Regions from separate parts of the Rattus norvegicus genome. Here region 1 is linked to region 2. The links are chromatin contacts, called in public Hi-C maps. All regions are on one chromosome and are shown on one strand. Each heading gives the region's core, a stretch centred on a gene start, on an enhancer-like site or on the middle of the called end of the contact. The rest is flanking DNA. Distances are from core to core; before and after follow the strand shown.

What was found. A called contact is a pair of places that touch in the nucleus more often than the background predicts.
Region 1: a Hi-C map of liver shows a contact between it and region 2, with 2.6 times the contacts expected there. The contact joins two enhancer-like sites. A contact is called at or near these places in 3 of 12 Hi-C or Micro-C datasets (hepatocytes, liver and prefrontal cortex).

Annotation. Positions count from the first base shown.
Region 1 is chr17:14,373,809-14,380,556 of GRCr8, forward strand. No RefSeq gene overlaps it. Among named protein-coding and RNA genes, the nearest start is that of Spata31a5l1, 120 kb to the right of the region's middle. Within about 2 kb of position 2,958, at least 35 of the 93 cell types and tissues checked have an H3K27ac peak or open chromatin away from gene starts, as enhancers often do. A contact at or near this core is called in hepatocytes and liver, where this site is marked.
Region 2 is chr17:14,296,848-14,303,800 of GRCr8, forward strand. No RefSeq gene overlaps it. Among named protein-coding and RNA genes, the nearest start is that of Spin1, 43 kb to the left of the region's middle. Within about 2 kb of position 4,399, at least 5 of the 93 cell types and tissues checked have an H3K27ac peak or open chromatin away from gene starts, as enhancers often do. A contact at or near this core is called in hepatocytes and liver, where this site is marked.

The DNA.
Region 1 (6,748 bases), core at 1,708-4,207, 76 kb after region 2:
GTATAGCTGGGAACAAAGCTGCTTGCTGGTCACAAGTCTATAGCGTGGACCTTTCACTTGCAATCCTCATTCCTAGTACCCACACTCGGCTTGTTTGCATTTTGTTATAAATCATACAAATATCATTTGTAATAAAAAGATGTCACATAAGAGATCTGAAAGCAAAAACATATAACAAATATGCGGATCTAACGTAACACATTAGAGCAGATGACAAATATGTAGCAACTAAGACTTGGTACCGAATTCTGTGTGCCCAAGAGTAATGGTTCAGCTGGCCCAAACAAGACATTTCTGGGGGATTTTAGAGAACAGACTCCTGCACCCTCCATGACCAGGCCTTCTGAACTCACCAAAGTCAGTTCTCATGAAACAGCCATTTCTTGCTCCTACCATAGCTCCACCCCCCTACCCCCGGAACCATAGTCATATCTCCTGTATCACAGCCAGGCTTACTATACCAAGGTCTGAGCCACAGGCTTGCCTCCTGTACCAAGGCCATACCTTCTGCACCATAACCTGCCTCGGGCACCATAGCCACGCCTCCTACACTATAACCACGCCTCCTGCACCGCGGCCACGCCTTCCATTCCATAGCCCCGCCTCCTGCTCCAGCCTCCGCAGGTGCCAACAGCACCTCTGCCCCATCCTTTCCCCTCATCATGTCAAGCCTTGAAGTGAGGGATCTTCCTTTGGAGCTAGCCCTTAGGTGCCCTGGCCATCTCTTTTTTTTTTTTCCCCTTTACTCTCATTCATCTCTTTGTTGAAATTCTTCTCAACCTTGTCAAGCATCTGTTTTCTTTGGATCTTGACTGGTGACTTCTTTCCAGCTGCTCATGGAAGCTGCCTCTAACCGCTCCACACAATGCGCCCATCGCTGCCCCCCAGAGGCTCTTCTGCTCACACCATTCAGCCTCCGTTCTTTTTGTTTGGTCCTAGAACACGCTTCTTCAGTTGGCCATTCTGACCAATCATATCCCGCTATTATTCCCTAATGATCTTAATTCTTTATGTAAAAATTATACTTGATGGTCTTTGTTTTTTAACATAGGGACTATGTGCGAGTCTTGGCTTCAGTCTCACTGGAAGTCTCTGTCAATAGCCATTAATAAATTTAAGGCATGTAGGTGGCTAACACGTTTATCCTCCTCATCCTCATCCTCTGTGTATACGATGTGTACGTGGGCACCCGTATGTCACAGCACACGTGTGGAGGTCAGAGGAAGGCATTCGCTTTTTCTACCACGTGGGTACCGGGATCAAACTCAGGGCACCAGGCTTGGTGGTTGGAGGTCTGGTAGATACCTAAGTGTCTTGAACAACATCTTCCAAGTTCTTTTTTGTTAATTAAAATAATTTTAGGTGTAGACTCATTTTTTAAAATCATAGAACGTTGCTCTGTTACTACACTGCCGCTTCTTCATTTCTCTGCTGCTTAATTCTCATGACTTGGATATGTAGGGTTCATTTTCTTCACCAAGTCTCTCCATGCTTCTATACTCAGTTCATATCTATCTCCCTCCTCTGTCCTCTGCCCCTCCCCTCTCCAGGTTTTGTGACTTTTTGGTCATTTCTTGCTGGACAAGTTCACTACTTGTGACTTTACTCAACCACGTCCATGGCTCCCAGGGTCTTTTTGTTCCTCGACCTCTTGGTTACTCCAGTCCCACATTGCTTGTGATGGTTCAGTTGGTCATTGTCACTACAAGTCCAGAGATCAAATTAAACACTACTGTTTGTGTGTCTGTGGGGAGGGGGGCATCACAGAGGAGCTCAGCTTTGGGACTGGTAAAGGTAGACCAGCTTCTCTGTTGTGGGTGACCCTCGCCCACTCCACCGAAGGCCCAAACGGAGGACCAAGAAGAGGAAACAGGGTCACATTCTCTGACCCCTGGTGCTGGGTCCTGGATCTGCTCAGCGGTGACGGACAGTTCTCAGGTCGTCCTGGGTGGACTGGAATCTACTGCATTGGCTCTCTGGATCCCCGCTGTCAGACCTTTGAACTACACCACCAAGTGTGCAATTTTCTAGGGCGTGTAATCACGTGAGCCTATTCCTCATAACAAATCCATTCAGACAGATACATAGGTGATGAATGAAGAGATGATTGACTGACACCTAGAGATGGATATTTTATATGGCTCTATTTCTTTGACAGAGTCTAATGCCCTCTTACATATTTCTCAATTTTTGTCCTGCCTTTTTGAGACTACCCACAGGTTCTGGTAAGAGACAGCATGTGGTTGCTGGGAACTGAATTCAGGAAGAACAGTCAGTGTTCTTAACCGCTTTTTACTCTTGTCAACCTGCTACTGAATTCTCAAATGTTAGTTACATGACTGCTCCCATCTGTGGAAAGAGGTCTCCCACCATGACATTATGATTCGCACATAGGAAGAATGTATTTCTTAGCTGGTCATGGTGGTACATGCCTGTAATCCCAGCACCTACAAGATTTAGGTAGGAGAATCCTAAATTTGAGGGCAGCCTGAGCTTCACAAAATAAAATGAAAAAGTATTTATCGCCAGACACTATGGAGGGATACCAACTCTGTGAAGCCAGGGGGTTTGTTAGAGTTACTGATGGGGTATGGTATGGGAGGAGTTACTTTATAGGAGCAGGGGTCGTGAGTTTTACAGCTCGGTTGGGAAAGGTATCCCAGCAGTCAGGAGCCCAGGAATACCACAAATTCACACCACACAGCAAACCTCACACGAGATTTAGAGGGAAGGACACAAGAGAATGGCTGCTCCTGCTGGGGAAAGAAGCAGCACAGAACTGAGCAGGAGGGAGGCTCTATATAGGGTTTCTTGGGTGGGGATTCGTGGGGACACTTTCCAAGGTAGCCTGGGATTTGTAGTCTGGGAGGCGAGGCTGAGCCTCTTCTGAGATTGGTGAGACTGGGCTTGGCCTGGGGGCGGGGTCTGGCCACTCAGGCCTCCAGTGGTTTACTGGAATGACTCAGAGGCCTCACTGAAAAGCTCCGCCCCAACACCGTGAGGAACTCCACAGTTGCAGCTTTCCTCTCCAAGACTCGCGAGCAACTCAAGAGTTGGGAGAACCTCCTCTCTGCAACCCGAGAATCTGTAGCTCGGCTGAAATTGCTTACAGCATCTATAACCTCCAGGAGGGGCCCTGGAGAGCCTTGTTTGTTTAGGTTAGCAAAGGCATGCAATGTTTGTTCACTTCCTGAGTCTCACGCCACACCTCCGAGGGGTGGAGGGGATGTTTCAATTCAGATGAAATTCCTGTAACAGAGAAGAAGCTCCGAGTCTATGTTTCTTCTATGTTTTGAGATCCAGATGATGAGGGCTGGAGGTATTTCTTTAAGCCACAACCTCACAGTTCACAGGTGACATCATGGAGTCATGACTGGCCACTTGCGCGCGGTGGAGAACAAAGCCCTGAAAACAGAAAATAGAGTATACAGTGGTTGCAGGCTCAGCTCCAGAAGCCTCGATGGAGCCTTACCCGTTTTCACTCTCTGTGTCACGCCTTAGCTGTTTTCAGTTTCCGAGTCACATCCTCATCTTTGGTAGCTGTCCTAATGATCTCTTTTCTCTTAGAGTCTGACACTTCACAGAGGCTGGTTCTCTGATGGCTTTTCGGTATCATCTTCCCCTGTAAGGAGGGAGGAAGAGAATGTAATCATCATTTCCAATACTTCTATGCTACAGTGGCTTCCCTGTCCCAGCACACGCGTCCAAATGCCTGTCACAGATATCCTTGTATGATTTGTTGACAACCTCAAGGTCACATTCCTGCACAATTCAAAAATGTGGCTGTCCATATCTGTGTTTTTCAAAGGGCGACAGCCAACCCATAAATAGGCCATAAAACTCATTGAGTGTGATCCACCACAAAGCAGTTTTTGTTTTGTTTTTTTTTTAAACTATAGACCTTTGCTGACCCACAGATCCTCTGGTCAGGACTCTGAGTCCAGCTTAGCTAGCCCCTTACTCAGGGTTAAAACGAAGATACACCATGAACTGTGTGCTTCCTCTGAAATCCCAACAGGGGAGGACAAAGCCTCTTTCAAATTCATTCAATTTATCAACAGTTTGTTTTCTCTGGTCCACTCTGCTCAAGGGTCCTGCTATTTGCCAGTGTTAATCTTGTTACCAGTCTTGTTCCAGACATTGCCCGGATGTTAGAGCCCTTCTGTGGGGTTTTACCACCTAGGGTGCCTCAAGGTGACTGTTTTCTCACCGGAGCACTCCAGTGTGTTAAGAGAGAAGTCATATGTAAAGTTGCTTAACCGTAAAACTAACACGTGATAAACTTTTGCCGTATTCTGTTGGCCAGAACGCAAGGTACAGATCCTGCTTTCGGTCAAGAAGACAGGATCATGCCTGGCATCAACACCTGGAGGTGCAGGTCAGGGGTGATCAGCTTAGATCTGGTCCCACATCTGCCATTCTAAACGGAATAGAATAGAATTGCATGAAGTGTTAGGGAGAGTCGCCTATGACTACAGCCAGCCCTCTGCTTATGCGGGCTCCACAGCACTGGTTCAGCCAACTGTAAACGAACAATGTTTGAAAAGGAAAGTTTCATCTGTACTGAGCATGCGCAACCTTTTCCCCGTCTCCTTATTTCCCGAACATTAGACTATAACAACTTACATGGTGCTTACGTGGTCTTGGATATGAGTAGTAATTTAGAAATGATTTAACATGTGAAGGAGTTTGGGAAATGTAAAGTTCAATGGTAGAACATGTATTTAACATGTAGAGACCGGTTCAGTCCGTGGCAAAACGTGTGCGCATGCGCATACGCACTCGAGCGCGTGGACACACACACACACACACACACACACACACACTGTTGTTTTTTTGTCAAGTTAACACAAACAAGAGTTGTTTAGGGAAAGGGAACCTGAGTTGAGGAAATGACCTCATGCTTTCCCAGTGAGAAATCATGCGGACACTAAGATTAATAAAGGAAAAACTCCTTAACACTTGGTTCTGGCTAATGTAGCAAAGGGAACAAGCCCAGAATGAGAATCCCATCAGTTTATAGTTTCATGGCCTCAAGTTACATTTTGAGCAATTAAACAGGTTTCACAGCAGCAGAAAATCCAAGGTCTGGTTGTTTGCCGAAAGATTTACAATGTAACAATATTATTGTAGTCATCCTGACACAGACTAGTGCTGCTTTTTTCAGGCAGCTGTTAACCAAGGTCATCCTGTCCGCCTGGCAGAAGAATGCTGAGAGGAGAGCCTGAGTTTTACTTTATGTAACTTAATGTTTCTTAAGCAGGGTTAGTAGATCCTTTATGACACCAACATATTCTATTTTTTTTTTCACACAACCTTGAGTTCCCACCCTGGCTTCTTTGATGTAGATGTGTAAGCCAAAGAAATCCTTTCCTCCCATGCCATTTTGGTTATGGTGTTTATCATAGCAATACAAACCCTAACTAACATGTGCGCTCGCGTGCACACACTATAATGGTGGATATACAGACTCTAAGAGAATGCTACAAGATTTTACATTAGGGACTTAAGTATCAGAGGACTTTGGTGCCTGACCAGGATGCTAGAACCAACCTTCTGCAAATACTCCTGCACTTTGGATCTGAAATATCCCCCAAAGGCCTGTTGTAAGGGTCTGAGAGTCACTGAAGGCAAATCTCAGATTCAAATAGTATGTAATAGACAAGAGTGTTTAGTCTACAGAAATAACCAGCATGTAGGGAGGTCAGCCATTCAAACAAAAATGGCAAGGGCCAAATGAGCCCTCAGGCTCCTTTTAAGCACCACTAGGGCAATTTTAGGGATGGTTAGGTCATTTTTAATATGATTGACTAGGTGGGCAGCAATTACATTAGTGTATTTTTAATTGGTTGCTCTATTAGCTTTACCATTTTTGGTCAGGTCTTAGAGAAATTCCAGGAACTGTCTCAGTCCTTGAGCTGCCTGTCTCCCTTGGCTAGATGTCAGGCTCAGTGTCTGTGAGTTTTGTTGTTGTTGTTTTTGAGAACCCTTGCCTGCTTTCTCGGGAAACTGAAGCTTAAAGCCTAAATGGCTACCTGTTCTAAAATGGAGTGAGTTAGGTCCTGTCATTATATGGTGAAGGCTTGGTCCGCAGCCCTGGCACTGTCAGCGTGCATAACAGGTGGGACCTAGTGGCAGAAAGTCAGACCACTGGGGACATAAAGTTGAGGGGTGACACTGGGATTTCATCTCTCTCTCTCTCTCTCTCTCTTTCTCTCTCTCTCTTTTCTTTTTAAAAAGATTTATTTATTTATTACATATAAGTACAGTGTAGCTGTCTCAGACACACCAAAAGAGGGCATCAGATCCCATTAAAGATGGTTGTGAGCCACCATGTGGTTACTGGGATCTGAACTCAGGACCTCTGGAAGAGCAGTCAGTGCTCTTAACCACTGAGCCATCTCTCCAGCCCAGGGACCTCATCTCTTTATCTGCACCCTCTCCTTTTCTTCTCCGATGCCATCAGATGAGCAGGTCTCCTGCCATCATGTCCTACTACAGAGCACTATGTAGTCTTAGGCTCAAAGTAACAGTGTAGATTGAAACCACTGAATGTGTGAGATACAGGAGCCTTCCTCCTATATGGGTTGAGTGTGTGTGTTTGTGTGTGTGGGTGCACATGGAGGCCGGAGAACAGCCTTGTGTGGTCTTACTCACACACCCTCCCCTTCTCTCTTAGGAGACAAAGTCTCTCCTTGGCCTGGAACTTACTAAGGAAGGTACACTGAGGCCCAGGGATCACCCATCT
Region 2 (6,953 bases), core at 3,149-5,648:
CAATTGCTGGGTAAGGAGTAGGCGGGACCTCCAGGTTAGAGTGGGGAAGAGAGGAGGAAAGGGACTTGCGGCTTTTTGGACTGGGAGAGAGCCTGTGGTAGAGGATGTAAGGACTGAGAGTCCCCCCTCCCCCCCCTTAGATGGCAGATTCGTCCCAGGAGTATTTAACTTAGTGTGGCTTAATAATCAGGATGTGAGTAGCTGCGCTGTTGATTCTAAACTAAGTTTCTGTGCTGTTTTCCTCCACGCGGCGACTCAACTGAGTTCCAGAGAAAGGTACAGGGCACCCCAGCCAGTCACAGAATTTGTATGTGTGGGGCTGGCGTGGGAGCCACCGGACATGGGAACTTAGCGCTGGCCCTTGTGGCCGGACGGTGCCCAGCGTAACGTGGGATAGTGCCCCCCTTTTTTTTTATTATTTAACGCAACATAAAGGGGTAAGAGAGATGGCTCAGTGGCCAGAGCACAGGCTGTTCTTTCACTGGACTCAGGTTTGACTCCCAACATCCATATGGAGGCTCACAGCCACATGTTACTCCAGTTCTGGGGTTCTGATGCTCACTTCTTGACCTCTACAAATACGAGTCACATGTGTGTCACACACGCAGACACGCATACTACAAGTGAAGGCGCACTGAAATCACTGACCTAGACCATGGTAGAAAGAGAGATTGGTTGAGGATCAAACTGCCAAGGATATTCCTTGGGTGGGGAGAAGCAAAATTTTGGGGGTCTACCTTGGACTGAACACAGGCAACACACGAACAGACATGAAATAAAAAAATATAATAAATGCATAAATTAACAAACATAAAATCTTGTTTTGGGCTGGCAAGATGGTTCAGTGGGTAGAGATCAGGAACTTCCTACACAATCTTGAGGGCCTGGGTTGCATCCCTGGGACCCACAAGGTAGAAGGAGAGAAGCAACCTCCAGACGCTGTCTTTTTTTTTTTTTCCGGAGCTGAGGACCGAACCCAGGGCCTTGTGCTTGCTAGCAGAAGCTGTCTTTTGATCTCCACGTTTTCCCTGTGGGATGTGTGTCTCACACACATTGTTATCTCTAATAATAAATAAAATGTAATAAAAATATAATAGAAGTCTTAAATGAAGCCCTCATAAAATATGGAAAACAATATGCATTAATATGAAAAATTTTAAAAAGATATAAACAAGAGCGGATGGAGTCGAATGCTTGCCTAACATTCACAAAGCCCTGGGTTTAGCCCCCATGAACTACAAACAAGCCCCTCCAATAAAACAGATAGAATCAACTTACAGAGGCGAAAGGGTTATTTTGACTCTTGGGGTCAGAGGCACAGCTCTTGCTCTCCTGGCTTCTTATCTTTAGACCCCGTGACATTGCCACACATGGGAAAAGACGAGCCCCTCATGGCAGCTGGGAAGCAAAGGAAGGCAGAGTCCTGGGTCCCCAGTCCCCTCAGGGCTCAGCTCCAGTGACCTAGCTTTCTCTAACCTGGCCCTGTACCCTGAGGGGTTCCCTGGCTCCAGCAGCGTCAGGGACTGAGGAACAAACCCGTTAACTTCAACCTTGGGAGCATCCAAATCGTAGCAGCGCAGTTGAGCAAGCGCCTCCCACACTGGATGACTCTTCTTGGTAATTTTCCACCTTCCTCCCACTCCCCTGAGCTTTGGCTATAAATCCCCGGAGGTCTCCGTTTCACTGGGAGTTGAGCCCATTCTCCAGTCCTTGTTGCGCGATCATCTTCAGTAAGGATTCCTTATTTGGAACTGGGGAGATGGCTCAGCAGTTAAAGCACTTGCGACAGTGTGGGGACCGATCCCCCCAAGTCCACGTAAACGTCTGGGGGGCCTGGCTGTCTGCCAGGACAGAAGAGCAAGCCGGCAAGCCAAAACTCTATGTTTGGTGGGGAGAGCCTACCTCAGTGAATCATGTGAAGGGTTATGGAGGATGATGCCAGGTGTCAACCATGCCCCCACACATGCAACCGCATGCTTACATACATGCACCCCGCACATAAGCACATGAAAAAAAAAAAGAAAAAGAAAAACGTTTTCCTTATTCACCTGAAATTCAAATACCCAAGAGGCTGAGGCAGGACTCTGAATGTGAAATCAGCCTGGGTTGCAGAGAGAGACCCTGTCATGAGCTCTCTCTCTCTCTCTCTCTCTCTCTCTCTCTCTCTCTCTCTGTCTTTCTCCCCTTCTCTGTCAAATGTATGTACCATGTATGTATGTATATATATATATATATATATGTACGTACATATGTATATATACATACATACATACATACATACATATGTATACACACACATGTCACACGTCAGAATACTGTTCCTTACACATGGCTGAAGAAGAGGAAGTGGCTGCTTGTGTCTCTGGTTCTGTTCATTCCAGTGACTGGCCACCAGCAATGTGACTTTTGGGGAAGTTGCCTGTTTCTTTATTAAGCGAGCACAGGCCTCATGTTCTTACATCTTTTTGCTCCCTGACCGCAGGAGAACAGTGTGTGGGAAAGAGGGTGTTTAGGAGAGCAGAGGTGTGGTTTTTCCCAGGGGACTTGATAGGAAATCAGGAGGTTCAAATTTAAGTGTTTGCTTTCCATTCTGAGTCAGAGGTGAAACACAGGGGTGGCAGCCTAGGGTGCTGGAGGGAGACTTAGGGCTGGGGAAAGCTGTGTGTGTGTGTGTGTGTGTGTTTGTGTATGTATGTGTGTGTATGTATGTTGTATGTGTGTGTATGCGTGTATATGTGTATATGTATGTATTCAGTGTGTGTGTGCGTGTTCAGTGTGTGTGTATGTGTATGTGCATATGTGTATATGTGTGTGCATGTGTGTATTGTATTTGTGTATATATGTGTATGTATGTGTGTGCATGTGTGTGTATTTGTATATGTGTGTATAAGTATTTGTGAGTATGTGTGTGCACGCATATGTGTATATGTGTATGTTTGTGTGTATGTATTTGTGTATGTGTATGTATTTTTGTGTGTGTGTGTGTGTGAGTGTGTGAGTGTATGTGTGTGTGTGTACATGTACACTGCACATCATGCACTGGAGCTCAGGCTGCCAGCATGTGGACATGGAAATATTATTTCATCCAATTCAGCTAATTTCCATGTTTGAGACTTATTACATGGGGAAGAGTTTTCCAACTGTTCCCCCTTGGGGCAGGGGGAATCAACAAGTCTTTTGCAAAGAGAAAGACAAGAAAGAAATAAAAATTTGGATTGATTCCCACACAAGCACAAGTCAGATATAGGTTTGTCAATGTCGCTTTCGTAATCCGCCACCCAAGTGCTGCCCAGTAATGCAGATCAGTCAATTAAGCAAAGCAGTGCGCGTTAGAGCGACGGGTATAAATATTGACACTGATTTCAGTCTCGGCGGAGTCCGGGCACTCAGTGCTCAGCACTAAGGAAGATCGATCGCTGTGCAAGCAAATTATACTGTGTCCTGCTCATGAATGTTCTCCTCTGGGAGGCTTCCCAGCCTGTGTTTGACTAACAGGATCTCCACTACCAGTGAAAAGGCATTCTGGTTGCCCTCTCTGAAGCAGGGTCTCAGGTAGTCCAGGCTGGCCTTGAACTTGACATGTAGCTGAGGATAGCCTTGGACTCTTAATCCTCCGGCCTCTTGAATGTACCACCATGCCTGGTTTTATGCAGTGCTAAGATTGAAATCCAGGCTCTCAATCATGTTAGATAAGCACTGCACCAACTGAGCTGCACAGACAGTCTCCAGAGAGCTTCGACCGACACTGTCGGTGCTGCTGAGAAGGGAAGCTATGGTGGTAGGACAAAAGACCTCTGAGCCGTCTCCATTAGCAAGACCATAAACTGCACAGGTCATGGGACACATGATCTCCACAGCTAAACAAATGAAATGGGGTTCTGTGGAAAATAGCTTCCGAATGTGAAAGACTATGTATCGGAGAAAGTGAATGACAGTGTTCACACATCCATATATATATGGATGATTTAATGTAATGCTAAGGTGGAACCCATGAACTTGTACATGCTGGGCAAGGGCTCTCTGGTGAACTCCCATGCTCATATATCATCCTAGACAAGGGCTCTCTCTGGTGAGGCTAACTCACACATTCACATTTTGGTGAGTGTCACTTCCTCTTGACCCAAAGATGGGGACAGAGAGCCCAACTGTCAAGGAAAAGGAAGAAAGGGGGAAGGAGAAGAGGCAGCTGTGGAGGAGACACAGCTTTCATTTTAAAATCAAAGTCTTTGGTGTGTGTTGGGCGGGGGACAGAGCTACATATGCCAGATTGGTTGAAATGGAACAAAGTGCGGTCAAGCATCCAGATGTTTCTTTTTGGATAAAACCCATCTCGCAGTTACTCACTCAGAAACGATTTCTAGGTGACTGGGCTTCCTTCCAAGCATTTGCCAAGCATGGATGTGAGCTCCGAAAGCCTTGATAAATATTTAACTTTTCTGGCCCCAGGTTGTTTAGGGCTGTTGGGACTCAAAACCAGGCTTTTGCGCATGCTCAGCACATATCCTGTCCCTGAGCTGTAACCCCGGCTTCTCTCCATCTCCCAGATCCTAATGTTAGAAATGTGGAAACTACTAGACTGTATGGCACCTACTTTCACAGCTGGTGCAGCTTATGGCTTAACAGTTTTCTTTTTATTAAATTTCTCTCTGTCTCTCTCTGTCTCTCTGTCTCTCTCTGTCTCTCTGTCTCTCTCTGTCTCTCTGTCTCTGTCTGTCTGTCTGTCTGTCTGTCTCTCTCTCTCTCTCTCTCTCTCTCTCTCTCTCTTTCTCTTATTCTCTCGTGTGTGTGTATATGTGTGTCTGTCCAGAGTGTGGGCATGCACATGGTAGAGGTTAGAGGAGCACAAAGTAGCTGGTTATGCGTGTCAGCGGTCAGAAAGCAGAGGACAGACAGGAAGCAGGCCTAGGCTAGCAAATCTCAAAGCTGAAATCACTAAACTACTTCTTCCAGTGAGAGTCCCCCTTCTAAAGGTTCTACAACTTTTCACCCTGGGGACTAAGTATCCAAATTTATGAGCCTGTGGGGGACATTTTACTTTCGAACCACAATAGAAAGTTCTGGAAGGGCCAGCTGTTTAGGTGTTTGGGATCCTCCTTGGAAGAAGGCCTGTTTTCCTTTGCTAGTCTTCCAAGAGCAACCATGTCTTTATAGTGGCTGTTCTCAGTTGGGCATAAGTTCTAACCATCCCCAGACTGGAGAGACGGCTCTGGAGGACCCCAGTTCCGTTCTCAGCAGCCAGGTTACGTACCTCACAGTAGCCTCAAATTGCAGTTCAGGGATTCTATACCCTCTTCTGGCCTCTGAGGGTACCTGCACTCCCACGTGTGCACACACATGCACACATACACACACAGACACACACACAAAGAAACACACAGTTAAAGGTAACTAGGTAACTAGCTACTCTAATATACATGCATTTATCTATCATCCATCTATCGATAAAAATAGACACATGCATACACACATACACACATGCACATATACATGCATACACACATGCATGCATGCATACATACATGCACACATGCATACATACATGCATGCATACATACACACATGCATACATACACACATGCATACATACATACACGCACACCTATATTATAAGCATCCTGAGTCTAGTGTGATTGAGAACAGTGAGTGCTACAGAGAAAACTCAAGGTACAGATGTGGGATAACAGGAATGCATCTAGATGCAGACACCAGCACGCTCAACTGTGACAGAGACTTCCAGAAGAAGTTAGAAAAAGCTGAGCATGGTGCTACATGCCTTTAACATACCCAGAACTTGAGAGGCAAGGGCAGACAGGTCTCTGTGAGTTTGGGGCTGGCCGAGTGAGTTCCAGGAGAGCCAAGGCTACACAGTAAGACTCTATCTAAAAACCAAAAGCTCACCACTATGGTTATGGTCCCCCTATTTACTCTTTCTTCCTGGTCCCTGGTCACTGTGGAAGACACAGCTGTCTAGCCACCTGCAGAAGAAACTGGGGGTGGGGGTGGGGGGGTGGAGCTGTTTGGGGTTAGTTAGTTGGCTTTTGTTTTCAGACAGGGTCTTATATGACCCAGGCTAGCTTCAAACTTGCAAGGTAGCCCAGGAGGACCTTGAACTTCTGATGCTCCTGTCTCCAGTCCTAGAATGCTGGGATTGCAGGAGGGCACACGTCTTGTTTATGCCACAAGCACCGTACCGACTGTACATCCCCGTGACTCTGTTTTAAAGTAGATAGCTGTCTTTCTGCAGTGTTGGGGACAGAGCTGGGGCCTTGTGCATGCTAGGCAAGTCCTCTTCCACTGAGCCACAGTCACCAGGACCACGACCCGTTTTGTTTTAAATTAAATTATTATAAACCGCATGTAATATAAATGGATCCACTGTTAACCATTGTTCACACCCCCCCCACACACATATATGTATACCCCCTCCCTCCCACCAAAGGCCTGAAGCTGCTGTCACCAAGGTGGGCCACAGGACTGCCACTACCTTGCAGTGTAAAGGAAGGAGAAAAAAAGCCTTTGTAGGCTTTTCACTTGGGGGCCTTGCTAATTAACCTGACAAAAGACAGATTAACAGTAGAAAAACAAGTATATTAACACGTGCTGTGTGCATACCCATTGGGAATGTGCCAGAACTCAGAGGGTGATTTGAAATCAGGTCTACATGTTATCTTATCAAAGATAAATTTGTAGAGAGGTGAGAAGAAGGTGCAGGGGGTGGTGCTGGGGAGGGGGTGTCCTGGTGTCATAGGTGTTATGGGGGAGGGGGTGTCCTGGTGTCACAGGTGTTATGGGGGGAGGGGGTGTCCTGGTGTCACAGGTGTTATGGGGAGGGGGTGTCCTGGTGTCACAGGTGTTATGGGGGGAGGGGGTGTCCTGGTGTTACAGGTGTTATGGGGGAGGGGAAGGGGGTGTCTCACTGTCACAGGTGTTATGGGGGGAGGGGGTGTCCTGGT